Regions from separate parts of the Mus musculus genome. Here region 2 is linked to region 1. Evidence: chromatin contacts called from public Hi-C data. All regions are on one chromosome and are shown on one strand. The core of a region is the stretch at or near the end of the contact, and the rest is flanking DNA. Distances in the headings are between cores, read along the strand shown.

Region 1 (4,896 bases), core at 719-3,218:
AAGTTTAACGGCTTACTTCATACAGACAGCACAATCTTAAACGTACAGTATTTTAATTGTCCGGAGTTCATCCATCTTATCCTAAAATCTGGTCTCTAGCAAACGAGGGAGAGAAAAAAGGAAAACAATGACCAGTTACACCTGCAAATGAGAAGAGCCGAAGACCTCGGAGGATGTGTCAGCTGCTGCTCTTCTTTGGGTCCCTAAATACTGAGAAGTGCAGAGGAACTACAGCGGGGCTACGGAGCCCATGGCCAGAGTGCTGATGCAAAGCAAACATAATGAAGTGGCAGGGATCGCATTATGGAACGGAGAACTGTTTTTACTACAGGAAGATTTCTATCTACGAAAACAACCAATTCAGTTGTGATACAGGAGACAGGGACACAGACATTCACCGGCACTGAAAAGCTGGTCCCCTGTATTTAACAACAGTCGCACTTCATTCACTTCAGGCAGTAATTTAGATTTCAGTACAGCAGTGTTCAGTCTCTAACACCGTTGTAGGTGTTTCTTGCTACCACAAACCTTCCTTAATAAGAGCTGGGCTTAACATGTTCCCTCGGTCTCTCAAAGGGAAGAGTGCAGCGTGGGATGGGAAACTATTCTGAAAAGCATAAGCGTAGAATCGACAGCCTGTGCATCAAGCAGGACAAACACTTCTGCTCTTGACAAACTGTCCTAGTAGAAAAGAGTTCCTAGCTCTTAGGTGTGTTTTCTCCGCTCTCTGGAACTCATTATGGTCCTAAGGTGTTCGTAACACTTAGAATATAAAAAAATGGGCCACATCTTAAAGATCGCACTTGTGCATGCACAGCAGCTTGGCCCTTTTCAGCTCTCCCCCCACAAAAGGCTAATTTCAAAGCAAACACCTGAGAATTCTAAATTAAGCAAACAAGCGCTGAGTTAAGTCACTTTCAAACAGGAACAACTGCCTGGCTGAACCGTCAAAGAACACAGAAACCCCGGGCAGAGGGACCTCACCATACCTATATTTCATGCCAGTCTGCTTTGCGGTGGACTCTTTGAGAGAAATGTGATGCTGAGGGGTGAAGGTCCCCAGGCTGCGAGCGATGATAGCGACAGTGCGGAATTTGGCCCGGGCTGCGTTCACCACATTGGGGGCGTTGGAGCTCTGCTTGCTCAGAAGTCGGTCCTCACCATTTCGACTCTTCAAATTGTGCTCTGTGCAGGCTATGGAGACTTGCATTGCTTCCCAGGACAGAGCAAGGTCCTCTCAGAACCCCACAACACAGGCGGTCGGCAGAGGGTGAGCAGTTGGGGGGATTTCGGCTGTCTTTTAACCCCTCTTGCCCCCCTTCCTGGATGCCTTCAGAGGAGTCCCAGCAGCTGACTTCAGGACCCACACAGTGGCAGAAGAGGCTGAGGGGCAGGACAGAGTCCCCGGGACCCAAAGAAGTAAACAGCCAAGCTGGAAGTTGCCTCGGCAGCTGGAGCGCGAATCAGCCTCTCCAATCTTCCCAGGCTGTGATCTCGGCTGATTAAACAGCCAGATCCATGTGGTCAGGAGGCTGGTGCAGAAGCCTAGAGCTGAGCATTCATGGTGACTGCACACAGCCCTGCCTGGAGCCAGTCCGAGGTGCCTGAATGCAGAGGGCTGGTTTCTGGGCGCTGGCTCAAAGCAACGCAGGCATACCGCAAGATGCGCTGCTAGCACCCTCTGGATCACAGGCAGGAGGCTCAACTGGAGAGGAGCATCCCAAGAAGCAGCTCACAGCAAGCAGGACCCCGCGGACCCGTGGTCTCCATCCACTATGCCTGCCAACTACCTCGCTCCTGTGCTTAGGAGAATGCGGAGGTGGAGGCTTCTCAAGACCCCTCCCCACTCATCCTCGGGCAAAAGCTGGGTCTCCTGAGCCAGCACTTACTTGGTTAGCGACTGCATAGAAGAGCTGGGAGGTCCCTTTAAGGAGCGCCTTGCCTTTGTGTGCAGTGGGAAGGAAAGATCACTGTGACCACTCCTTACTGGAACAGGACTGGGAGGGCTGTTCCATCAGGGGGCTCTGCCTAGATGCCACCAAATTTTGCTGCAGCGCAGGAGTTGAAAAGGCTGAGTTGGGGAGGCTGAGTGGGGTGCTCTGAGAACAGCACACTACTGATTAACACGTGAATGCTCTTCTGACTTGCTGGAACACAGCTTGGAATTCAGATATTAGCCTTGTCAGGGTTCATATCCCCTCTGCATGTTATTTCTTATGCAGATAAGTTAGAAGTTTCCTGAAAAGCCACAGTGCAGTCTGGATGGAGTGGGGTCTGCTAACGTACTGCAAATTTATTTAAAATACCAGAGTAGAGACGTCTGGGATGCTGCAGGGAGCAATGGGTCCTCCCCGCTGGAGGATACAGGTGGGGGTAGGTGCAATGGGGGAGAAACAGGTCAGGAAAGTAACAGGATCCATATATATTGTCATGGCCACAGGGATGGGCAGCAAGAAGTTCTGTGAGCTGAGCCTGAACCCATATAAGATGCATTTCTTGTTTGGCTGGATGTTCCATTCAGAGCAACTGCTCAAGAAACCTGCTCAGACCAAACTATCAATTAGTTGATAATTCATCTCTCCATTTGAAGTATGAGAGAAATAACTCGTCCTATGAATTTGGTTAAATTATATCTTCTCCAAAAGCTTCTTTCTAAATGTGATCCCCAACAGACCCCACTGTCAAGGAGGAAGAAACAACAAACGCTATTTGTGAATCCATCTCTGTTCTTGGCAATAGAGATCAATATGGAGGGAAATTTAGGAAGCTGTGTCTCAGTTCGTAAGGAGCAGGCAATCTGGGTGGGAAGGACAAAGCACTCGGTCTTCAGAGACTGATTATGTTGAAAATCATACTCTATGTGTCCACGGGAGTGGTACCCACACTAAGCACAACAGAATGAAAAAAGAATGAATTTCAGGAGCCTGGAGAACATTTCTTCATTTCGATCCATTACAACACTTCAGTGGAGCTTCTCTTATAATCTGACTTGGCTACTGGGACACATGACAATGTCCAGAGTTTCAGGAAGCACACGAAGACTCAACAGCCCTCCCAAAGGTATGGACTCCCCTGTGGCAGGACCCATGGGTCTGATCTGATTATCAGGAGTACAGGGAAGCATGTTCACGGATGACATAGCCTGCCTGTATAAATTAATAAATAAAACAGCTGCTCTGGCCACTTCTGCCCAAGCAAATGAAGTTGCAGAAGTGAAATCCTCAAGGAGACTCTGTGCTTGTGTTGAGATCCACTCAAGATATTATTACTCTTAACAACTTTGAACCTGAAGATAAGATTTAAACCACATTGTGGCATCCAATTCTTGATCCTCTATATATTTTCACTCTTTCCCTTAGGAAAATCAGTATGTTCATTAACAGAGGATATTTAGGATGACTGAGGGTGGCAGGGTTAAGTGGGCACCTCTTCTTTTCACCCAGGCAGGAATACTGGGACGTACCTTTCTTTAATCTTTGGAATAAACAGTGGGTAGAGAGGAAGCAGATCATAGGAACCTTTATTTTTGCACACTAAGCCAGCTCATCGGAGATGATCAACGTGAATTGGGAAAGCAGTCAAAATGAGAAGAGGAAGAAGTGGGAGGAATCAAAAGAAAGAGCTTTTAGAAAAGGAAAGTGGGAAAAAAGCAGGCTGGGAACAACAGAGGGAGGTGATGCCCTTCAGACCCGAGGGGTCAGGAACCAGGGACTTTAACTTGGCCACTGGCTTTGGGGGAGGGGAGGTGGGCAGGGGTTCAGCTGAGAGTGCTGCTGGCTTTATAGGATGGACTAAGAGGCCTGGATATATTAACCAGTGTGGTGTTTAGCTTTATTAAGGGGCTAGCAGAGAAATGCCAAAAAGCACAGCATAGCCTAGATCAGGGAAAAGGTTATCTGAACAAGACATACAAAGTAGAGCATTTCTGACCCCAATAGGACCACACAGAGTGCTTGCTTGTTCTATGGCAGGTGCTCAATCTATAAATAATTGAGAGGTGATGAGGAAATAACGAAGAGGGAGAGGGGAAGGTGGGTTGGATGGGGGAGATGCCTTTTCCTGGATAAACTCCATTCTTTAAAAACAACCACCAAAGAAAATCCTGTGCATTCACTTGGAAGCTCAGCCAGTTATACTGAAAAGGAGTGAATGGTAGCCCCACAGTTTCCTCTGCTCCTCTTGAGTGTGGTCCAGTGTCCCAACCTTTGGGACATGCCTCATAGAGAATCAAAGATCTGAGGCCAGAGGATGCTCACAGTGCAGGCTTCTTTCTTGTTGACCACAGTGAGCCTTTCATCTCTGATACCACACAGGCACTCTGACAGGCAAGCAGCAGCCCCATAGTTTCCCCAGACATCCTCATACTTCCCAGAATTAAGGGACCAGTCGCTCTCAGGAGCCTGGAAGCTAAATAACAGTTGGCTGTAGAGTGCCCATTCCTAATAAGTTTGCTAGCAGGCCACATGCTAATTAAGCTGGGGAAGTTAGACTTACAATGTATGTTCCTTTACTGTCACACACTATGAGAATTTCAGGCTTAAATAGACACACAAACCTGCATATAGATAGATTTACATAGATACACACATATACATGTATAGATATAGTTATGGGCTAGATTATCTCATCCCAAACTTCATGTATAGAGGCCCTGTCTTTGCCGCCGTGTGTCAGAATGTGACTGTATTTGGAGACAGTCTTTAAGACATCATAAGTATAACGAGGCCATAAGTTTGAGCATCAACCAAATATGACACATGTCCTTATAATAAGAACCAGGGCCAGACACGTGAAGACACAGAACAGAGGACCATTTACCAGCCCAGGGCAGAGTCCTCAGAAGAGGCCAAGCTTGCTACTATGATCTCAGACTTTCAGTCCATAGAACTAAGAGAA
Region 2 (4,896 bases), core at 1,048-3,547, 750 kb before region 1:
CTGACTGCCTGACTGCCTGACTGCCTGCCCGCCTGCCTGCCTGACTGCCTGACTGCCTGACTGCTTGCCTGCCTGCCTGCCTGCCTGCCTGCCCGCCTGCCTGCCTGACTGCCTGACTGCCTGACTGCTTGCCTGCCTGCCTGCCTGCCTGCCTGCCTGCCTGCCTGCCTGCCTGCCTGCCTGACTGCTTGCCTGCCTGCCTGCCATGCTCCCTACCTTGACACTCATGGACTCTAACCCGCTGTAACTGTAAGCCTCAAATAAAAATGCTTTCATTAATAAGTGGCCTCAGTCATGGCATTTTACCCGGGCAATGGGAAAGTAACTAAGACATGGGGTAACTAGAAGAACACCGCACTAAAGCAGCAGTGGGAGGTCTGTAAGCAGAGGTTAAGTTCAAGATGTGAAGAAGGAACCACATTTACAGTTAGGAAAAAAACTCCCATTAGCTGAGGCCACAAGAGCCTTAGGGCAAACCAAGGCTTCCAGGCCAACTCCAGAGTCATCATCTCTGCTTTTGACCTCCACCTCCTGACCAAGCTCACCAGGCCTCCACACATGGAGACTGCAGTACTCCCTGAAGGGTAGAAAGGACTGAGTGGGAGCATGCTATCCGGGACCCCTTTCTCAGGGCACCCGGCTTTCACATTACTGCCATCTGCAGAGCCCTGGGTGACTGCCATTGCTGTTCCTGCCCCTGTTGGTATGGCATGGCACCCAGCAGAGGGGGATTTAATTTCCTCCAAGTGTGGAAGATTTTTCAGGTGGCCTCTGATGGGACAATAATCAGCTGGCCTCCCCCCTCCCTTTATGTCCCACTTCTCCTAGATTGCCATCTCTCTCAGAAGTTTTGTAATGGCAAATACTCTTTTCTTATCTGTTAAAATATCTTACATCTAAAAGTATGGTGGTGGCTAATTGGCCTCCATTCCCAATTCCGTTTCTCAAGGAGGCCTGAGAGGACTAGCGAAGATGACCATTCACCCAATTTGGGCATCAGTGAGAGAGGAACACAACACCTCAGGCCCAGGAAACAGGCCATCTTGTCCGGGCTCTGTGCAGGCATCCTCCTGCATTGGATGTCTCACTATCAAGCTAGCACTGACTCCACCCTCTCTGCATTAATTCTTGTCATGAGCCAGAAGCCTCGAATATCAATCTTGTTTTTCTTCTTCCAGCATTTCCGATACCAATAATAACACCATTACCCTTAAGTATGAGTCTGTATACCCGACACAGAGTGCTTTGGGGTCATTGAAATGCTCATCCGTCCTTTCTAGGTCTTTCATATCTGGGAATCAGCAATGCAGAAAATGGGATTCAAGAAGAAAACAAAAACCAAAGTGAGGCTTGAAATGAGCGAAGCAGTGCGGAGGGCTGGCACGAGCCGACTGCCACCAGAGCAGGGAGAGCATGCAGGTCGGCTAAGGGAGCGCACCGCGAAACTGGCCAGCCCCTTAGCAACATCCGCATAGCTGACACAGAACACTCTGACTTGGGGAGGGATGAAAATACCGGGTGACATCAGAGGCTCCGAGCACAGCCAGGGCATTCTAGAGGTGTGTGGTGTCAGGACGGCCTGTGCTGGCCTCATTTATCTACCTGAGTCATTTGAACAAAGCACTCGCTGGCTTAGCTTTGTTGTGACTAGAATTTGGAACCAATCCCCTGGCTCTGCCCCCATGGGTTTTGCTACTGCAGCGCAGCGTGGGTATGTAGGAACACAGACCGAATCCTGTGGCAATCAAGGATAGACTGTTCCTTCTCTGGGCCACAGGCTTCCCTAGGAAGGAGCCTTGGCCAAGTGTTTGTGTGTCTCCAGAACCAAGTGTCTGGCAACCAGCAGGTTTCTCGTGAATAAATGACAAATCCCAGAGACACATTCTGGGAAACGCAGGGCTTTTGTGGTGGCAGCATGCTCAACAGCACAGCACTGTGCTGTGGGACTCTTTAGTTTGTGGGACTCTAAGAATAATTTTCACGTCCTGGGAAAAGTGTCTGGCGCTGATTGCACATGCGAAAGTGTCGTGACGTGGGGATTAGGGTTGTCACAGGCAGACTGAAGGCCTTAGAAAAAGCACACCAAAATGGAGGTATTCATTCTAGGGAGGCTGCAGAATACTCAATGAGCTGGCGTTCTTCTCCTCCGAGTGAAGAAGAGGCCATGCTTGAAAACGGGGCTGTAGAAGGAAGGTCTCAAGAAGCCTTACTTCAGATTCCGTTCAGACACCCTCAGCGAACTCCCACATATTCCTCACCTTTCCACTAGGGGGCAGACAGAGGACGGAGAACATCCCAGGCAGGAGGCCGGTCCCTCACAAGGCAATCAGCCTCACACCAACACACTAGGCTGTTTGTGCTATGCAAAAGGCGAGGCTAAGCCTCTCTCTTCCGGCCTGTCACAGTCTCATTGATACTGCATGGTTTGCCTGTGACATCAGACACCGAAAAGTATGACAACCAAACTGTACGGTTCAAGGTGAATGTCAATAAATAGAATAAAAGGGGAGGAGGGGGGGAAGGAAGAAAAAAAAAGAAAGATCCCTGATGTTTTTCTTACCACACATGGTTTGGGGGGATCCTTCATTATCCAGAGTATTCATGATGTATCTGAATTCAGTGACTTCTCACAATGAGAAGATAACTGGAAAACTGCATACGACCTCTCTCTTGACCTCTTTCTATTTACAACAGCAACGTGGTTTCTATCCAAGTCACTGTTTCCTTCTGAGAGCCCATTCCACAGGCCTCTGTGTATCAACACACAGAAGGAAATATTCCAAGGGATATATTTTTTTTAATAACTCCCACATGCCTTAAAAAGTCATTTCCTCCTAAGACATTCAGGGCAATCGGGGCCCCTTAATTGGCTTAATTTTTATTCTTAATCCTCAAGGGTCGAGGAAAAAACAACACGACTATCTTCCTGTTCCTATTACCCTTTCATAAACTGTTGAGCACACAGGCTTGCCTCTAAAAGAAACCACAGTGAGCCTAAAGGAATAAGCATTTGTCAGGCCAGACCCCAGACTGGAAGATCACTGCAGGTGTGAGTCACTCATGGGAACTCTGAGGGTCTGAAAGCCACTCTCCCACTTGCAGAGGTGAGGGCGGCGTTGGCTTAGAACTGGCTCCGTGTTTGCTAGCATTAATAGAAATGTCTGTCAAAACAACGTTTTGTGACTTTTAATGAATTGCATCTTTAATTGTGCTGAGAAAAAAGTAAGCAAATGACGTGAGTGAGCTTACTTACAAGGGAAGGGTCAGCCTGTGTCTAGAACGTGGGTTTCCTGTGGAACGAGAATTCTTGTGCAAATCACTTCAAGCCATCCCTGATTTTTTTTTTTTTTTGAATGCTCTCCCTGATTTCACGCTGATAGCATCACAGCTCAGAAGATCCTATGAAGACAGCCTGACATCAAGCTGCTTTCTTGGTTGGCAAAATGATCTTAAGAATTACCTAAAAATGTGCTGTTTCTAAATGATTTGTTCATCTAAAGTCATTTGATTTTCAATTAAAATAAAATAAACAGGCTTGGCTATATTTGGACACAGATGTTGCTGTGGCTTCCAGATTCCTTTGTTTAAAGGTGACAAGATGCGTGGAGAAGACATTCATCTGATTGGGTATTCAGGCTTACAAAGAAAGTAATTACAGGGCCAGAGAGAGGACTCACCCCCCCCCCCCCTTCATCTAAATTCCCTTCCACATATCAACATAGTTTGACCTTGATGGTTTTAAATGTAAAAGACACTGATGTAATTCAAATAAAGCAATTTTTCAAATACCCCAAGGAATCCGGGATCAGAGATGACAGGCCTGAAGGATGAAAACCTGAGGGGCTAACGGATTCTCCAGTCCTCACGGTAGATGTGTCTTCCCTTCCTATTGAACTAAGATATTTTTGTCTTCTTTCCAGGGAACATTTGTTTGCCCAGTCCTCTGGAAAACGCCCAAATGCTGGCTTCCCCTTCCCCTCCCTCTCTCTTGCTCCCTCTCTCCCCCCTCCCTTTCTCTCTCTCTAAGCCCTTCTGGTTTTTGTGAGTCTTCCCACTAACATTTGCACCAAGGCAGCCTCTGTGGTCAGTGAGGTGACCTCCAACCTTCCTCGCCTTTCTCCGAGGGCAGAGGCCCTCCCTTCTGCCCTGACAAAGCACTTTCAGTCAACTCTTGGGTTTCTTCATGGTTGATTAAACTGTCTGTGTTTATTCAGGACCCTTCTCCTCTTTCTGTGTCCGGCCGCTGACCTTTCTGTTGCTTCATTGTCAGAGGAGAGAGCTCACGGGGCAGTCAGTCCCAATGCTTGTTAGCAGCCCTGGAAAGCAGCTCGGCCACTGGAATTCCTAGCACATCTTCAAAGCCAGTGGCTTTTCACCTAGGTAGCTGCTGTTGCTGGATGAAGCTTGTGAGTAAGGGAGGGTTGCTGGTTCTCCTGGAACCGAATGGATACTGATCGTCTTGTCATTGATGTCCTCGAGGCTTCCTTCCTGCAGTGTGAAGTTCTGAATGATGATTGATCAGACTTTTGTTGCTTGGAAAGAGAAATGAACAAGAAAGCACAGCTCAGAGAGTTTTGTTGAGTAGCCAAAGACCAGCCAGGAAGGATGCTTTGAGCCAGAACTCCCTGCCTGACGCCTGCTCCTTACCCATCCATGGAAATTCTTGTCAGTAGGATGGCTGACCCCTGTTGTGACCCTGCCCTGGGCTCCTGGGCAAGCTCAGGTCGGTCCCAGCAGGGCCATCAGCTGACTAAGGTCCAATCTCCATGTGGTTCCACCACATGGGAGCTTTCCTTCTTTTTCTAAACATTGTGACGGGCACCTGCTGTACCTCTCTCTCCAAAAGGTGTTTTTGTATTCTGCTTCTTTGTGTTTGAATTGCATCATCCTGGCTTG

What was found. A called contact is a pair of places that touch in the nucleus more often than the background predicts.
Region 2: a Hi-C map of the N1E-115 cell line shows a contact between it and region 1, with 2.8 times the contacts expected there. The contact joins the enhancer-like site here to the promoter of Kcnab1 in region 1. A contact is called at or near these places in 4 of 484 Hi-C or Micro-C datasets (the N1E-115 cell line, embryonic stem cells and myocytes), 2 of 115 datasets of contacts at active chromatin or transcription factors (astrocytes and embryonic stem cells) and 1 of 9 other capture datasets (embryonic stem cells).

The regions. Positions count from the first base shown.
Region 1 is chr3:65,106,086-65,110,981 of GRCm38.p6, reverse strand. It overlaps Kcnab1 (potassium voltage-gated channel, shaker-related subfamily, beta member 1), which reads right to left and starts at 1,968. Exons shown (of 14, transcript NM_010597.5): 1 at 990-1,968. The coding sequence starts at 1,210.
Region 2 is chr3:65,860,877-65,865,772 of GRCm38.p6, reverse strand. No RefSeq gene overlaps it. Among named protein-coding and RNA genes, the nearest start is that of Gm35039, 65 kb to the left of the region's middle. Within about 2 kb of position 2,297, at least 111 of the 459 cell types and tissues checked have an H3K27ac peak or open chromatin away from gene starts, as enhancers often do. A contact at or near this core is called in the N1E-115 cell line and astrocytes, where this site is marked.